Linked DNA regions of Drosophila melanogaster: region 2 is linked to region 1. The links are chromatin contacts, called in public Hi-C maps. All regions are on one chromosome and are shown on one strand. Each heading gives the region's core, a stretch centred on a gene start, on an enhancer-like site or on the middle of the called end of the contact. The rest is flanking DNA. Distances are from core to core; before and after follow the strand shown.

Evidence for each region. Hi-C and Micro-C count contacts between places; a contact is called where the count stands out from the background.
Region 2: a contact with region 1 is called in a Hi-C map of the Kc167 cell line, with 2.4 times the contacts expected there. The contact joins the promoter of Pi3K92E here to the promoter of Epg5 in region 1. A contact is called at or near these places in 20 of 107 Hi-C or Micro-C datasets (the D17-c3 cell line, the Kc167 cell line, the OSC cell line and 8 more).

Annotation. Positions count from the first base shown.
Region 1 is chr3R:18,757,351-18,760,894 of dm6, reverse strand. It overlaps Epg5 (ectopic P-granules autophagy protein 5), which reads left to right and starts at 2,022. Exons shown (of 15, transcript NM_142495.4): 1 at 2,022-2,154; 2 at 2,203-2,927; 3 at 2,982-3,267; 4 at 3,330-3,544. The coding sequence starts at 2,125. It overlaps CG7720, which reads left to right. Exons shown (of 11, transcript NM_142496.4): 8 at 1-196; 9 at 252-630; 10 at 697-839; 11 at 953-1,659. The coding sequence ends at 1,427.
Region 2 is chr3R:20,632,832-20,636,375 of dm6, reverse strand. Pi3K92E (Phosphatidylinositol 3-kinase 92E) reads left to right here and starts at 1,644. Exons shown (of 8, transcript NM_169910.2): 1 at 1,644-1,757; 2 at 2,663-3,544. The coding sequence starts at 2,854. Lrrk (Leucine-rich repeat kinase) reads right to left here and starts at 896. Exons shown (of 12, transcript NM_001275843.1): 1 at 720-896; 2 at 288-560; 3 at 1-35. The coding sequence starts at 738.

The DNA of each region.
Region 1 (3,544 bases), core at 773-3,272:
TGGTCTTCTTCTTCTTTTCCATCTCCTGGATCTCTGGCATGGTCATCTATTCCACGTACATCAACTGCGATCCCTACGCCGAGGGCTACATTAAGAAACCCGATGAGATTCTGCCATTCTTTGTGGAGGATCAGCTCGGTTTTCTGCCCGGTTTCGTGGGCATTTTCATGGCCACTCTGTTCAATGGCGCCCTTTGGTAAATAGCTCACATTCTCACAAAGTTCTTTCACTAATCCAAGCTAACATTCCAGCATGATGGTGTCGAATCTGAATTCATTGGCAACGGTTATTTGGGAGGACTTCATCTCACAGTTGCCGAAATTCAAGGGACTCTCCGACAAACAGCAGCTACGAATTCTGAAGTCGATCACTGTCGTCTGTGGACTGATTATTATGGGCGTGGCCTTTGGAGTTGGTCTGCTGGCGGGCGTTATTGAGTCCTCGCTGCTGGTGTTCTCGGCCACATCGGGTCCTTTGTTGGGTTGCTTCATCCTGGCCATGATGGTTCCGATTGCGAATTGGAAGGGCACCTCCGCCGGCATGGTCACCGCCTGCGCCTTTGTGCTTTGGATCATTGGCGGTGGCATGACCGTTACCAAGGACAATCCCCTGCTGCCCACCTCCACAGATGTGGGTTTTTAAAGCATTTCCGTTTTAAGCTTGATGCCTAATACTTTGCTTCTTTACAAAATGTAGGGCTGCACCAACGATACCTTCGCGCAGTCCATTGGCAAGCCCATCGTGGAACAGGGACAGATGCCCTGGCTGTTGTCGCACACGCCTATTGATGGTTTCAACCAGAGCTTTGTGCCCACACAGCCCACAATTGCACCTGAAAGGTGAGATAATTTAATTATTCTAAAAGTATTGCGTAAGATAGTACGTCACCTGGTGAAAATGTGCACTAGAACTTTGTTATCCTGATATTAATGTACGCTTAATTCCAATGCAGATCCGGACTGGAGACCTTCTACTCGATCAGCTTCATGTACTACAGTTTAATTGGCACGGCACTGACCGTGATCATTGGCACAGTGATCAGCTTGCTGACTCAGCATCCGGATGACGCCTACGACGGCAAGCTGCTGCATCCGTTGATCTTTCGGCTGTGCGAGCGTTTCTCCGGCCGAAAGCCGTACTACGTGAAGCACGAGGAGGAGTCCGGACTGAATGGGCGGAGCAGCAGTGACTCCTCGGCCACGACAACCACATGCAAGGCGGAGAAGGTGAATCACGGCTACGAGTCCTCGCCGGAGGACAAGGAGAAGAGCAGTCCCATCGCCGTGGTATTCACCACCTCCGAGGGAACGGGATCAGCAGGGGATCAGCAGTCGATATGCGACAGCAGTAGGATCCAATTGGACATTGTGCCGGGCGAGGGCGAAACGGGAGTGTATCGCCAACTGGCCGGGCGATCTGCGCTCTGAGGGTTAACTATGTTGCATACGTAGATAGTCTGACCCTAAAACTTAGTCCGTAGTACGTAAGCTAAGCCGTAGAATAGAGCAAGTTAGTTAGCCAAGTGTTTCATGTCTATAAAGATGCTGTGATTTTCTGTGCGCGACTGTTGTTGAGCAATTGCTCGCGCATTTCATTCGCATGTACTTAACGCATATGTGTGTGCGTGTCAGCATGCAATAAATAAAGACAAATAAACGTATTTTTTATAAAAAACAAACACAAAGAATTACATTTCTAACGTCAATTTTTACTTTTCGCGCGCTGAAACTTTCTAAACTTGGCCAGTGCTGCCCATCAAATTGGTCTATCGATAACTGCGATGACCAGGGCAACGAGAGTGCAGCGTGAGTCACGACTGTTACGTGACGTAAGTTAAGCGGGGAATGAAGTGGATTTGTAATTAGATATCCAAAGTATAAGCATGAATATAAAAATATAAAATAAGCTGTTTAGGTATTTTACCAAGCATTGTATTTGACATAAACATGAATTTTAAAGCAGCTTTATTTACTCGTGAGCCATCGTGACTGCTCCCAGCTGTTCTCCGGTTTCTCCCATCACTATTATATTTATGGGTCTTTTTGTTTGGCGTTTTTGCGGCCCCCCAAAGAATGCGAAAATAAAACGCAAAAAGTCTGATCCCTAAGCAATCAAACGTACAACATGGCCACGTTGGAGAAGCCCAAAAAGGAGGTGAGTCGTGGGCAGTAAAAAGTAACGAACCTAATAATGAAATTGCAGAAGAGCAAAAAGTCTCGCAACAGAGTGCCGATCGAAAAAGAGGAAGAGGAACCTGCTGAGTTATCAACAAGTGAAGAACAAAGACCAGCGGAGAATGTGTCTCTGTTGGAGGAATTCGAGCGCGTTGCGACCTTGGCCAGCAGTTCCAGTGGCGAGGCAATCATAAGCCACGAGTGCTGCATTTCCAGCGATGTAGGAGTAACGTCGCAAGAGCCAGAAGGAACACAGGAACCCACAGAAACGGAGGCCCAACCCAGTGCTCCAAGTGCCCCGCCCTCGACGACCGTTCACGTCGTTCAGTATCCCAACCTGCAGCCCATGCAGCTGTCCAACGCCCAAGTGGAGGAGCATTCCGCTAAGATCGTGTACCGACAGGCGGAGTCGCCCACCGGTTTCGCGCTAGCCAGGAGTCACATTAAGCTATTGAGCACGGAGGAACTGCGGCAAATTTACGATTGTCCCGAGCTGGAGCTGGCCAAGCAATTTGAGTTGGAGTTTCTAATGAACTCATTGCTGGAGACCAGCGAGGCGGATCCCCTGTATGCGGCTGTTATGGAATACTATGAACTGCAGGGAAAGATCACCTCCAATCTGCACGATGTAGAGAAGCTGCGCAAGGGCTGCGCCGAGTCCCAAAAACAAATCTGGGTCCGACAGCCAGTTACACGCACTTTCAGTGGAACCTGCGGCGATGGCAATGTGGTCCAGGAATGCGTCACCTACGAGTGAGTCAAGTCTTACCTCCATCATGGAATTGCTTACCGAAATGTCTTTTCCAGTGTGATACAGGTGGATCCCATTAAACTAGAAGTGGCCAAGACGTCTTTAACTGGCCTATATGACCTGGTGTGCCACGCGTATACGAATAACTCGATTACAGCCAAGATAACCAAAGTAAAGGTTGACCAAATCATCAATGATCTGCTGACCTATCCCAATTTGGATGGCCATTCGGTGGTTTCATTACATCACACACAATCTGGAGAGGCACTGCAGTGCGTTTCCCAACTAAGGCGAGCTATATCCATACTTTTCAGCTTCGTTCGCAGACCCAGTCCAAATGCAGTAAATCAATACTTTAAAGTTAAGAGTGAGAGAACATATCTAATATCTTTTTACCCTCTCAGAATTTCGACAAAGACCTCAAGGAATGGCTGCGCAAGCTGATTGCTCTGCAATTGTTGCTGGCAACGAGAGAGGATCACTGGTTCCTTCTATTTAACATCCTGCGCTGTCCCAATGGAGTCGGCTCCTGGGCTGCCCAATTCCTGCAACTGCCGGGAACGCGAGCAGTGCGCCGTGGTTCCCAACAGAACGAACTGCCACTTGACCTAAACTCGCC
Region 2 (3,544 bases), core at 395-2,894, 1.9 Mb before region 1:
CCCGTGCTTGATCTGACGCACTTCCTCGCGGGCATCTGTGAAAGATAAGTTTTGCTTGGTTAACTAATACACAGCACCTTTGGAATAAACCAATTCCCACCCCGTATTGAGGATGCCTCAATGACCTCATCCACGAAGTAGTCACAGGCTTCCAGAGCTGTTTCAGTTCCAGTTTTGGGATGTTCCATGCTGAATTTCCATGACATTATGTAACCCAAATCGGTGCGAATAAGCCCCAAAAATTAATTGGCATCGGTATGATGACCGAACGCGCCGCTAGCAAAAACTGAACTGCGGAAAATCGATGGCCACGTTTTTGTGGTCATTGATCCAGGCCGTTTTATGTCGCACTGCGCAAGTCGGAGCCCAAGAAGCGCGGCAACTGTTGCACTTGTTCAAGAATGTGGCATTGGGTGAGTGCGTGGCATTTGTTTTGATTTGTCTCTTCGTGGGTGTCGGATGGTCCAGTGGTTGCACCAGTTGCTTCTGTGGGGGGTGGCTGTTTGAAAAAAGTTTTTGCGCGCCCACTTCCATTGCACCAATGTCACCCTGTGCCCTTGCTGGTGTTGTTGAAAAACCAATAACAACTGGTTGAAGTTTTAATTGCACCACTTAGGTAATTTGCATAGTCAAGCGTATAATGCTCATTTGCACTCTGACTAAATTTGCGCAAAACTAGCATATTGTGCATAATTTCACTAAAAGTTGTGTTATCTCACCTTCGTCGGAGTCGCTCATTGTTTTGGTTTGTGTACTTCACGAGATATCCAAGTCATGCATGGTATGTGTTAAATGGGTAGTTGTTATGGTCCGATTAACCAGTAGCACCTTTTACTGACCCTTACTTAATTATTTTGCACATTTTGCGAAATTTTCACTTTGTTTACCTTTTTGTCAACAAACAGTGTAACCTCTTACTGTTTTAGAATATATCTCCTCATTTTGGCACGATATGCTGTTAAGCGCTCTGTGTGACCGAAATATCGCAAGTGAATGCTGTTAATCAGTGTCGCACGCAGGGGGCTTCGTACTTTTCTCCAAAGATTAAAGCCAGCTTAATAACTAAATCATAATCTACCCAAAATCATTGATTTTTATGTCCATTGGCTTAAATTTATAAATTAAAATTAATTTAACAAGGCCGAACAAGTATTTGGAAGACGCATTTATTATTTTTATTCATACACATCTAAAAATTTGTTCCCAAGTGAAATATTTGAAATCCCAACTGATGCTGAAATATCTCATTTCTGATAGCATACATATATAAATACCAAAACGCGATAAGGTGGTCATCGTTTCTGTTACTTTGCACTGCTTGTCAACTCAACAACAGTAATATCGATATTATTTAAATCAGTTAAGCAGTGAATCACTATCGACTGTTACTTTTTGTTGAATTTTATTTTGTATGCTATGATTTTATCTAAAAGAATTTGATTCTTAGGAACTGTTAATTATTTTTATTTATTTTTTTTTTAACATGCAATTTCCTGTTATGACTGTTTACGAACAAGAATTTATTAGCACCGTGTATTTGTGTATATTTTATAAATACTGATGCCAACTGTAACCTATATCGATATAACAATCGAATGAAACACTATCGATATTAACCAGCGCCAGCCTAGAACGCCCTGTGTTCAACAGGAGTCACCCTGTGTTCGTTAACAGACGCTTAACAGCACGATCTCAACAATACAAATAAAAACAATTTAATATTCCTTAATCGAACACAAATTTGAGCCGATTGCACGGTGCGTTTGAAAAATAACAATACCGCGGAATGGCCGACAGAGGCCAACTGAAGGTGCCGGTGCAGAGAATCAAGTAAGGAGCAGCGTAAACTGCGCAGCTCACACCCAAAAAAAAATCGCTATAAAGGCGAGGGCTGGCCAAAATGGAAGCAAAAAACAAAAACAAACGAGCTGCGCCACAATGCAAGTGAAACTTCGATGAAAACTTGCCAATCCGTGTGCTTTTCAAGACTTTTCTGACTGTCTGCAATTTCCATTTTTGTGGCATCGCGACTTAGAGATGAGACATCGGTGCCGCGTAACTTTTTTATACCCTTTCCGCGGTATCAACTCCACCCGTTCGGTCACGGAATTTGAACATTTGGCTCTGAAATATGCCTTAATGGCTTAGATTTTCATTATGGAAACTTTTCTTTCAACGGCCATATCGAATTCGTTATAAATCCTGCTTACTTCAGTCATTCAACTGCCTAAAATTGCAAAAAAAAACACGTAAGGGCATTCATAGGTCGCCTTGGCTGACCCTGAATTCTTGTTTTTGTTTTCAAGTTGACCCCTCCCACCCCCAGCCAACAACTTATGACTGTGTGATTCATACTAAATAAAAGTCAGCGTTTTTGTTTTAATTAACAAGAACCGACGATTTTAGAGGCTGCTTTTCTATTTTATCCCATGTGGTAAAGGGCGGTTAGAACCAACTCAGTTTTACAGTGCATCAATGGATGTTATCCAGATCTCTGATCATCTCGAGGGCAAAGCCAAGGGAAGGGGTCGCCTTCTTATCAACGGGTGGGCGGTTGATTTTTAGTAATTTCCGTAATTCGACACCAAAACAATTATCGGTACATATATCGCCATATGTTTTCTTTCAAGTAACCCGGCGCCACCTTCTTATTTATTCGCAGAGAGATTGGCGTGCTGATTTAAATGGAAAACTTTGAAAACAACAATCTGTTGATAAGGTAACCAGCGAAATGCGGGACAACTAGCCTCCGTAGCCTGAAAGAGGCCATTGAAAAGTCTAATTAGGAGGAGCTGGTGATCCTCAAGATCCGAGGCACCAGATCCAAAATCCGAACTTGAAGATCAAATAGTCATGAACATGATGGACAACCGGGCGTTGGCCTACGTGGCCCACCAGCCCAAGTATGAGACACCGCCGGAAGAAGCGGAGCCGCCCTGCATGCGCTTTTCGGTTAACCTGTGGAAAAACGAGATGCTGAACTGGGTGGACCTAATCTGCCTGTTGCCCAATGGATTCCTGCTGGAGCTCAGGGTCAATCCGGCCAACACCATCCAGGTAATCAAGGTGGAGATGGTCAACCAGGCCAAACAGATGCCACTGGGCTATGTGATCAAAGAGGCCTGCGAGTACCAGGTGTACGGCATCTCGACCTTCAACATCGAACCTTACACCGACGAAACGAAGCGACTCAGTGAGGTCCAGCCGTACTTCGGCATCCTCAGCCTCGGCGAGCGCACCGACACAACGAGCTTTAGCAGCGACTACGAGCTGACCAAGATGGTTAACGGAATGATCGGCACCACCTTCGATCATAATCGAACGCACGGCTCGCCCGAGATTGACGACTTCCGGCTGTATATGACCCAAACTTGCGACAACATCGAACTGGAGCGCTCCGCCTACACCTGGCAGCAGAGACTGCTCTACGAGCATCCTCTGCGACTGGCGAACTCGACTAAAATGCCCGAGCTGATACGGGAGCGGCATCCGACCAGAACCTTTCTCATCGTCGTAAAGAACGAGAACGACCAGAGCACGTTTA